Linked DNA regions of Mus musculus: regions 1 and 2 are each linked to region 3. Evidence: chromatin contacts called from public promoter capture Hi-C data. All regions are on one chromosome and are shown on one strand. Each heading gives the region's core, a stretch centred on a gene start, on an enhancer-like site or on the middle of the called end of the contact. The rest is flanking DNA. Distances are from core to core; before and after follow the strand shown.

Evidence for each region. Capture Hi-C pulls out chosen DNA fragments and counts their contacts.
Region 1: a contact with region 3 is called in a promoter capture Hi-C map of adipose tissue. The contact joins two enhancer-like sites. A contact is called at or near these places in 1 of 15 datasets of contacts at CTCF or cohesin (the NIH/3T3 cell line), 1 of 115 datasets of contacts at active chromatin or transcription factors (vascular smooth muscle cells) and 3 of 9 other capture datasets (adipose tissue, liver and pancreatic islet).
Region 2: a promoter capture Hi-C map of adipose tissue shows a contact between it and region 3. The contact joins two enhancer-like sites. A contact is called at or near these places in 2 of 484 Hi-C or Micro-C datasets (the HL-1 cell line and embryonic stem cells) and 3 of 9 other capture datasets (adipose tissue, embryonic stem cells and liver).

What each region holds. Positions count from the first base shown.
Region 1 is chr2:135,758,472-135,761,431 of GRCm38.p6, reverse strand. All of the region lies in intron 2 of Plcb4 (phospholipase C, beta 4), which reads right to left. Among named protein-coding and RNA genes, the nearest start is that of Gm14210, 53 kb to the left of the region's middle. Within about 2 kb of position 1,646, at least 9 of the 459 cell types and tissues checked have an H3K27ac peak or open chromatin away from gene starts, as enhancers often do. A contact at or near this core is called in adipose tissue, where this site is marked.
Region 2 is chr2:135,730,030-135,732,961 of GRCm38.p6, reverse strand. The region is part of intron 1 of Plcb4 (phospholipase C, beta 4); the gene reads right to left. Among named protein-coding and RNA genes, the nearest start is that of Plcb4, 72 kb to the right of the region's middle. Within about 2 kb of position 1,256, at least 53 of the 459 cell types and tissues checked have an H3K27ac peak or open chromatin away from gene starts, as enhancers often do. A contact at or near this core is called in adipose tissue, where this site is marked.
Region 3 is chr2:135,886,821-135,890,039 of GRCm38.p6, reverse strand. All of the region lies in intron 4 of Plcb4 (phospholipase C, beta 4), which reads right to left. Among named protein-coding and RNA genes, the nearest start is that of Gm14210, 75 kb to the right of the region's middle. Within about 2 kb of position 1,574, at least 19 of the 459 cell types and tissues checked have an H3K27ac peak or open chromatin away from gene starts, as enhancers often do. A contact at or near this core is called in adipose tissue, where this site is marked.

The DNA.
Region 1 (2,960 bases), core at 397-2,896, 130 kb after region 3:
GGGAGGCATCTGCCCTTCTCCCTGTTTAGAAGGCCAGCTCATGGGTTCCCATCTAGTGAGTTACCCCCTCTGTTGTGGTTCCCAGCAGCCATGTAGCTCTGCACTGTTGCTGTATTTTCTTGCGTTCCTTGTTTGTACGTTCTTTTGCTCTGGCGTTTGCAACATAATATATTTAATTATGAACTGAAAGCCTATAACCTATGGTATTCTGAGCATAATAAAAGCATTACCCTTCTTGCCAATATGAAAAATGAGGAACATGACCAAGAGATTGGAGAAGAGGGAAGCGTGGGAGTGCTATCTTAATCGCATATCTTGGCATCAATAAATACTCTCTAAAACTAATAAATTCTACGAATGATGAATTTCATACTGCTAGTCACATTAATAATGACTTGCTACCACAAAAAAAGTTCTGAAAACTAAAAAACACAACATAAACAAATTACAGGAAAAGAAGAAATAGACAAGCACCTGTGGAAGAAGTGAGAAGCAGCCTTGCAGCTCTGCCCTCCACCCAAGGACTCTGCCTTGCCCTTTACCACGCAAACCCTCTACTGTTGGGACTTTCAGACGGTGATCCCCCCACCGCCCCCCGCCCCCCCCGCAGCAGACACGGTCCAACTATTTAGCACTGGCTGTCCTAGGGACTCACTCTGTACCCTAGGAAGGCCTCAAACTCAGAGATCCGCCTCCCTGGTCTTATCAGTACTGGGATTAACGATGATTCTGATTTCTCTGCATTCCACTTAATTTGGCAGCTATCCCTCTGAGGTTTAATACCAGGATTTAAACCACTTCTTCTATTTAAGAATTTTGCCACACTTACGTTCATTTTCACAGTTTCAGACAAAAACGAGACACCTTCACACAACAGCTCTCCACAAAAGCCTCCCACTCACCTCACGTTCATTCCCTTGTTTCCTACACAGGCTAGTCTCAAACTCACAAAGTAGCTAGGAATGCCCTTCAACCTCTGGGGTCCTGGAAGTGCAGTCCTGTGGCCATACCCACTCCTACCTTCCTTATTGTTTTCGTTAAGTCTACCTCAAGTTTCTTGGTTTTGGGGTTTTTGTTTGTTTGCTTGCTTTTGTTTTTGTTTTTTGTTTTTTTTTTTCAGGAATCAAGACTATGTCCATTATTACTCATTATACTCGAGAACCTTGGAATAAAACAAGTATCTTTATACTGTATAAAAATGACTTTAATACAGGATGGGATTTTGTGAGCTTTCTTTTTTTCTTTTCATTGTTTTATTTATTTATTTATTTACTTTACAGTTCTGTAGCAGTCCCCTCCCTCCTCTTCTCCCACCCTCCTTTCACTCCCTCCCCTCTGGGTGTCAACTTCCCCTCCCCTAGTTGCTGCTAAGCATCCTGCATAGCCCTACAAATGATAATTTTCCACAACCCTCCCAGCTCCAGGTTTGATGATATCAAACCGGTAACGAGTAACATAAAATTGGCTGTGGTGGGCAATTGGCTCAAATCAGGCTGGTCCCTGGCAGCACACCAGTACAAAGGCCTGTGCATCAGACAAATACTGGAAACAACAGCTGCTTTTAGAGCTGTGTTAAGTAAGAGTACTTCCACTTCTTCCCCTAGGGACAATATGTCTTTCAGGCTTCTTAAACAGTGAATTGATTCAGAGGGCTTAACTTCCTTGATACTACACTTCAACCAGATGCACTACTGTTATGATTAACACTGCAGAGCCTGTGTGCACAAATGAGCTGCGTTTCTAGAGTGAATACCAGTCTTTCCAGTTCTCTTGGATACGTGCACATAGCATGGTTAGCCCTAGCCATTCTAAATAGTACATCTAACTTGGTGTTCATTATCATCATTACTGAGAATCGTAAGAAAGCATAAGGATATTTATTTATTGTGGTATGATAAATAAAACTATTGAAAGGTAGAGGCGCAGGCCTCCTCTCCTTTTTCCACTCATTTCAAACACAAAAATATTTAAAAAATAATAATCACACCATTCTTTTTCTCTAGCTCTCAGCTATCTATAAATTAAAAGCAAAAACTGTTATTTAGTGGTGTCCTTGATCCCTTTAACATCACAAAAATCAGTTCTAAAAATGATATGCAGTATAATCAGTCAACTCGGTGGGACAGGAAAGAAAGGATGAAGGACAAATTATCACTGAACATTATTGTACAACATAGTGAAGCCAGGCTAAAAATCACATCCAACTGGTCTACCTGGGTCATCTACCTAGTGGTCATGAAACAAAACGATTTCACAGAAGGAAGAACAAGCATAGCAAAGATTAACTGAACATACCAGCATCATCTGAGGCTGTATCATCGCCAGTGGCTCTCTGACTCCTGATGCTCATTGCTCTAAGCACCTCACTGCATGCCTAGATGCAGAGCTACTAAATTCTAATAATAATATCACTAGGTTGTATCATCGCCAGTGGCTCTCTGACTCCTGATGCTCATTGCTCTAAGCACCTCACTGCATGCCTAGATGCAGAGCTACTAAATTCTAATAATAATATCACTAGGTTGTATCATCGCCAGTGGCTCTCTGACTCCTGATGCTCATTGCTCTAAGCACCTCACTGCATGCCTAGATGCAGAGCTACTAAATTCTAATAATAATATCACTAGGTTGTATCATCGCCAGTGGCTCTCTGACTCCTGATGCTCATTGCTCTAAGCACCTCACTGCATGCCTAGATGCAGAGCTACTAAATTCTAATAATAATATCACTTCTGAACTTTATCTTACTACTAACTGTCATTAAAGGGAGAGAAAACATTAGCTTTAAAAAACAGAAACAACAGGACAATATTCTTTCTAAATTCTCTGGTACCTAGGATTTTGTTTTTGTTAGTTTTGTTTGGTTGGTTTTGAAACAGGGTTTCTCTGTGTAGCTCTAGCTATCCTGGAACTCCCTGCATAGACCAAGCTGGCCTCAGACTTGGAGATCTTCCTGCCTC
Region 2 (2,932 bases), core at 7-2,506, 160 kb after region 3:
TCCTGGCCCTGGTAAGCAAGAGGCTGGAGAGTTGGAAAACAGACAAGGCAGCAATGGAAAGCAAGGAGAAGTTCTAAATTGGTACGTTATAGGCACACTATCTGAAAAATGGTTTCCTCCCAGCTTCCTCCAATATGAAGGATTGTCAGCTGTTTCTCTGTGATAGCTGAAGAGGGGTGGGGCTGGGGGGTGGGGAACGAGGTCATACAAGGTCATTTGCCAAAAAGTTATATATTAAATATCACAATGATAAATTTGAACAAAGTACAAGTGCTAATTTTATGTACATAAAAATCATAAAATTGCTAAAAAGTATTAAATTACCAAGACAGGAAATACTGAATCACACTGGAAATGTTAACATGAGTAACTTTGATCTACCTAGATACTGATATTAGTGATTCTCAAAGTTAGGTACATAACAGGATTACCTGGGAAAGCTGAAAGCTCCAAGTCCCAGGATATACCCACCCAAGACATAATGCCTTTTTAATTGATCAATAGCCACAACATTATCTGAGGAGCTACTCCTGTGACATGCTGAGAACTAACCTGCATTGTGATAAATTAATGTTAATGAGGCTTAGGACAAAAGACAGTGCCTTGACCCCCTTGGCTCTTCCCCTTTAGCACAAAGCTCTGTCTCCTCATCTCTCCTTTATCTGAAACTGCTTCTTCAACTCACCCTGAAATTGATACTGATACCTACAAGGGAGATAAATAAGACTGATGAAGAGACACTATCATGTGCAGACCGCTGAAACCATCTACACCAGTAGAGAATGGTGTCTTTACAGGAATGGTGAATCCATTGGAAAGGAAGCTGCCTGACAGAGTGGTTACACACTGCCATCAACATGCTCAGCTCTGGCCCCTTTCAAGTGTGGTACTATTCAAACATTCATTCATCCACTCACTGAATGGTTTACTAGCCACGTATCTTGGTCCTATATCACTCTGAACTTACAAGTTTGTAGGAACAACAGAATTTAAATAACTGCAAGTCAGAAGTAGGGAAGTTAGTGCCGTGCAGAGTGATAAATCCATCACATGGAGCCATTACCTGTAGTGAAAGGGGAGGCACCCTAGAGTGCAGCTACAACAGAAGCAAAGGCCTGTGAGAGCAAAAAAAAACAGGACACCAGGAAGCTGTAATCAGGAAGAGAGAAGGGCGGCCAGAGGTCATGGCTAAGAGACCATCCAGGGCAGCAGCAGGAAGGAGTGTGGGCCTTCCCCTTGGGCGGAGCTTCACAAAGCCACTGACAGCTTAGATGATCCGTCCTACCAGACTCGCCTAAGCATGTGTTCACCAGTATACTGTGCCTATTCCCGGGCAAAAGCAGCAACTTGTTTCATTTTGGGTTTGTCTACCTATCTCACAGGCAGTACAGTATGCCACTGTAGTGTCCTCATATTGCCAAAAAGGTCCTCGGATATCACAAGGGTTCCCACTGGAGAGCCACTCCCTGAGAGGCCTACTTGGCCATCTCCCTGGTGAGGGACACCTACACCAGCATGAGTTAGGCCCTGGATGAACTCCCAAGTCAATGGGCTGTGTTTAAAACAATGGAAGTTTGGACGTTCCATGTGGCTCAACGAATACTCAGAAAGACTCCAGAAGCCTCTGAACGACCAGAAGAGCCTATGGTGAAAGCAGCACAGGAAGTGTCTAGACCTATGCAGACTTAGTGAGTCCAGGGTGGCCTAGAGAGAGCGCAGTGTGGCTCTGGAAATATGGCTCAAAATGCTAAGGGCAGAAGGCCTGGGCTGGGCCACCGAAAACTGCCTCAGGGTCTCACACCAATACAGGTTAATTTAACTTTTTAAATAATATACTATGACTCATGTGTCCTGCCATCCACATTTTGTAAGACAACAGACACACAGCTGGATATAGAGTTACAGGCCCTTAAAGCTGCAACCAGCTCACCCCCTTGTTAAATTCACTTACAATTGGAAGACAACCCAGCACTCTCACTTTCGCCATTGAATATGAGCCCCTCTCACTGTAGGCAAGGGTCCTGTTGTCAGTTTGTTGGGGTCAACTCTTCACAATTCTGTACGTTTGTGTTTGTTTTTGATTTCAATGTATAGAATGGCCAAGAGGACTAGAGTTCAGCTTCCTCCCCGGGTCTGTAACGTGCAGGGAGTCTGCAGCATGCCTTAAGGAGAAAGCACATGGGTAAAATACTCCAGGGAGAAGCAATTCCATGACTGCACAGATAGATGTCACACTCTTTCTCATGGTCAACGACACTGGACAAATTATAAAGGGATTTTAGCATTTTTAAAAAATTCATTTGGGAACCTATTAGTATTTGGGGCTTGTGATATCATTTGGTAACCATATAAATAGCAAAGAGAAAAAAATCAAGTTGTGATTTTTTTTAAATCTCCTAGTTAAGGGCAAACTGCCTGAGGGTAGAGGTCGCTTTCTCCAGTCATGAATACAGTCACGGAAGCACACTCTGGGAGGGACAAATATGTGCATGGGTGTTTTCAGTACGTATGTGAAGAGAAGAGCATTATCCAGCCATGACTATAAATCAACAGCCAGGTCTGTACTCTGGATCATCTGTAACATATGTGTTCATAGAAATCTCAGTTATTTTTACCTCATGCTAGAACTGTTGCGCATACTTGAACATTGCAAAAACAAACAAACAAACAAAAAAAACGTAATGCCATTTCATTTGTTACTGATAAGTATCTGTTATCACAGCTCAAATTTATCTAGTATTTTAATAACCATATTGCAATATAATGGCTTCCTTTGTAGATCTGGTTTCTTAAAGTAGACATAAGAGAACACACCTACAGTCACACTATTTGAGAGGCTGAAGCAGGAGGATTGCAAATTCAGGACCAGCCTGGGCTACAAGGCAAAGACCTTTGTCAAAGTGTAAGAAGAAGGAAAAAAAAAAGGAGAAAG
Region 3 (3,219 bases), core at 325-2,824:
TCTATACTAAGAGATAGATACATAAGAAAGCTTGAAGATACCGGAGAAGCTAGAGAAAGCACCCAAGGAGCTGAAGGGGTCTGCAACCCTATAGGTGGAACAACAATATGATCTAACCAGTACCCTCAGAGCTCGTGTCTCCAGCCTAGTCGGCCATCATTGGGAAGAGAGGCCCTTGGTATTGCAAACTTTATATGCCCCAGTACAGGGGAATGCCAGGGTCAAGAAGCAGGAGTGAATGGGTAGGGGAGCAGGGCGGGGGGGGGGGTATATAGGGAACTTTCGGGATAGCATTTGAAATTTGAAATATATATAAAGAAAATATCTAATTAAAAATGTGCTAAAAAAAAGAAAGCTTGAAGATACTAATGAATGAAAAAAATTAGAACAGACTATACTAGCCATTTCATGTAATTATTGGCAGTTTCACTGAGTAAGTTCGTTTCTATAAAACATATTGTTCTGGGAGAATATTTTTATAACTCTGAGTGAATCTCTTTTTTCCTTAACTGCTTGGTTTTGTTTTGGTAATAATGTGTGCAAATCCGTGGTTTGTGTGTAAATGTTTACTGTCTTGGGTCACTAATCCATGTAGTGGTATGCTAAACAGAAAAAAATGATGAGATTAATATCAATAACCCAGACTGTTTTTAAAACTCCCTTACTTTTACACTCGTAACACCTCCCTTCCTTCCCTTTCAGACTTCATCAACATACCTGAGGAGGCAAACCAGACACACTGCCATCCTGAGGACAGTGATTCTACCTCAGAGAAACCATCTCTGTTCATTTCTGCAGTTTTACATGCCCTCTTCCTTCCAATGCTAGGATCCCGGAACATGTAACACCATTCTGCCCTAGCTCTCTCATTTGATATTATTATACACATTCATTATCCTGCCCCAATCCTGAGTGTCTCCTCCCATCTCTGGCTCATATACAACTAGACCTTGGGGACTTGAAAGAGGGGCTGGAAACTCTAGGTCTTGAAATCACTCTTATAATCTCACCTACGAGTAAAGAGGTTCCCATGCAGCAAGAGCTGTGCTGCACAACCCAGAGTTGCCCTGGGCGTCCGTCAATCAACCTCTCACACTGAGAAAGGCAACTGATCGAGCCAAAGGAGTGGGAAGCTAAGAGGTTGGTTAGTAGGAGTCTGCAGAGTGTCGGCAAGGCACGATCAGGAACAGCCCTTACCTGTGTGTGCCCTTTGCGGTGCTCACCGACCGCTTGCCTGAACATTTTTCTCGGAACACAAGAAAACTAACAGTGTGTCAGTGTGGTAGAATCTTCTAGATGAAGAGCTACATACGCATACTGGGTGCCTATCCTGCAGGACTAGGGCCCTCTGGGGTCCATTTGTTGTTTGTGTTTCAGGTGAAACCAGTGACCTGGCAGATGGAGCTGTTCAAGGTCTTAACTTGTAAATGTCAGGGTTATGGCTCTTACCAAATCTATTGTGTTCATGGCCGCTTATTTGCCAGAACTTTCCAAACCACAGGAGTCTTTCTTTAACTATCACATGCTTGGATGACAAGGAGCCAGCTCCGTGGGCAGGGAAGGCCAGATAACATTATCAATGCTGTTATTTTAAAGGCTGTTCTGAGGAAGGACCTGGGTGTTTTTACAAGAGTCTGGCAGACATTAGCACTTGCATTTCTGAGTCGTTTCAGAGTTTGTGCCAAATGACGTAATGCCCAAATGCCTGGCACAACCTTTATTATAGGAGGCAGAAGTCAAGTGAATGGGAAGACAGGAAACATGGTTGAAGGAAGATTGGCACAAAAATCTAAATCACTGGATAAAGAACCATTTCTTTTCAGACCTTCTTCCTTCACATTCCCTATTTTCTACCACAGTGATGATCAAAACATTGTCTGAGTTCAAAGGATGTGGCAATGTCAGAATGTCAAGCCCTAGAGCCTGATATGGTAGCACACGTTTATAGCTCTCACTTCCTTGGGGTACTGAGAACAGATGTAACAACAGGTGTTGAGTCAGGTGTAACAACAGGTGTTGAGTCAGGTGTAACAACAGGTGTTCAGTCAGGTGTAACAACAGGTGTTGAGACAGGCAACAGGTGTTGACTCCGGTGCAACAACTTCTAAGCAGAACATTGAGGCCAGACCAGGACAACTTAGCATGGACATGTCTCAAAACACACAGACACAGAGAGACACACAGACACACAGACACAGAGACACACAGACACACAGACACACACACAATCTGAGGATATAGAGGGGGCAGAGGAAGGACAAGGATTCAAACTTACCTTCCTTGAAGTCCTGGTGCTCCCAAACCTGTAGGGTCCTCTGTTATGGTTTAGAATTTGAATATCTCCATGGTAACACTAATGAGTACTGATGGAACTTTAAGAGGTGGGTCTTGACGGGATGCCTTTGGGTCGCTGGGGTGTGCCAGCTCTAACAGGTGCTCCTTATCACTGCCATTTTAGGCCCAAACTTTAGGGTTCACCTGACCTGGCACTGGACCCTCGAAAATTGGAACTAAAGTGAATTGTGTCCTCCCTGCTTCCTCTTCCTGCCTCCCTTCCTTCATCACTCTAGTGGTGTGACAGACAGAACCCAGAGCTGTAAGCTAATGTCTACCACACTGTTCCATTACTGCTTGCCAACCTAGCAAGTTTTGAGATGGGATCATGCTCATAGCACAGGTTGGCCTAGTACTTGCTATATAGCCTTAGTCTCCCGAGAGTGTGAATTAGAGAGTGGGCAGTTTACCAGTTATCAGTTCATTATATGGACATTTTATAATGTTGGAACACTGACTAATATCACACATTATAAACAATTCTTTAAACAGCTACCAAAAGAGCTGTCTCCAAAACATAAATCAGAGCATGTCAGTCTACGTTGAAAATAATCTTGCACACAGCAATGAGGATGAAGTAGAAGCTCTCGACCTAGTTCCACACCATTGTTCTCATACTTGAGTGTGCAGTGGCGTTCTATGAGGGCTTTGTTAAAATCTAAGTGGTCCATCCCCACAGCCTCTTTTAAGGAGGCATGCTGAGTGGGCTCAAAGCTTTGTTGGTTCTGAGGATGCTGAGTGGGCTCAAAGCTGTGATGGTACTGAGGATGCTAATCTGGAACCCTCATTTGGCAACCTCTGCTCTACAGAATGAAACTGCCCAGTACCTTTCTAACTGCTCTCCCCTTCTTGACTCCCAGTTTGGTCCTGATCCAACTTTGGTCC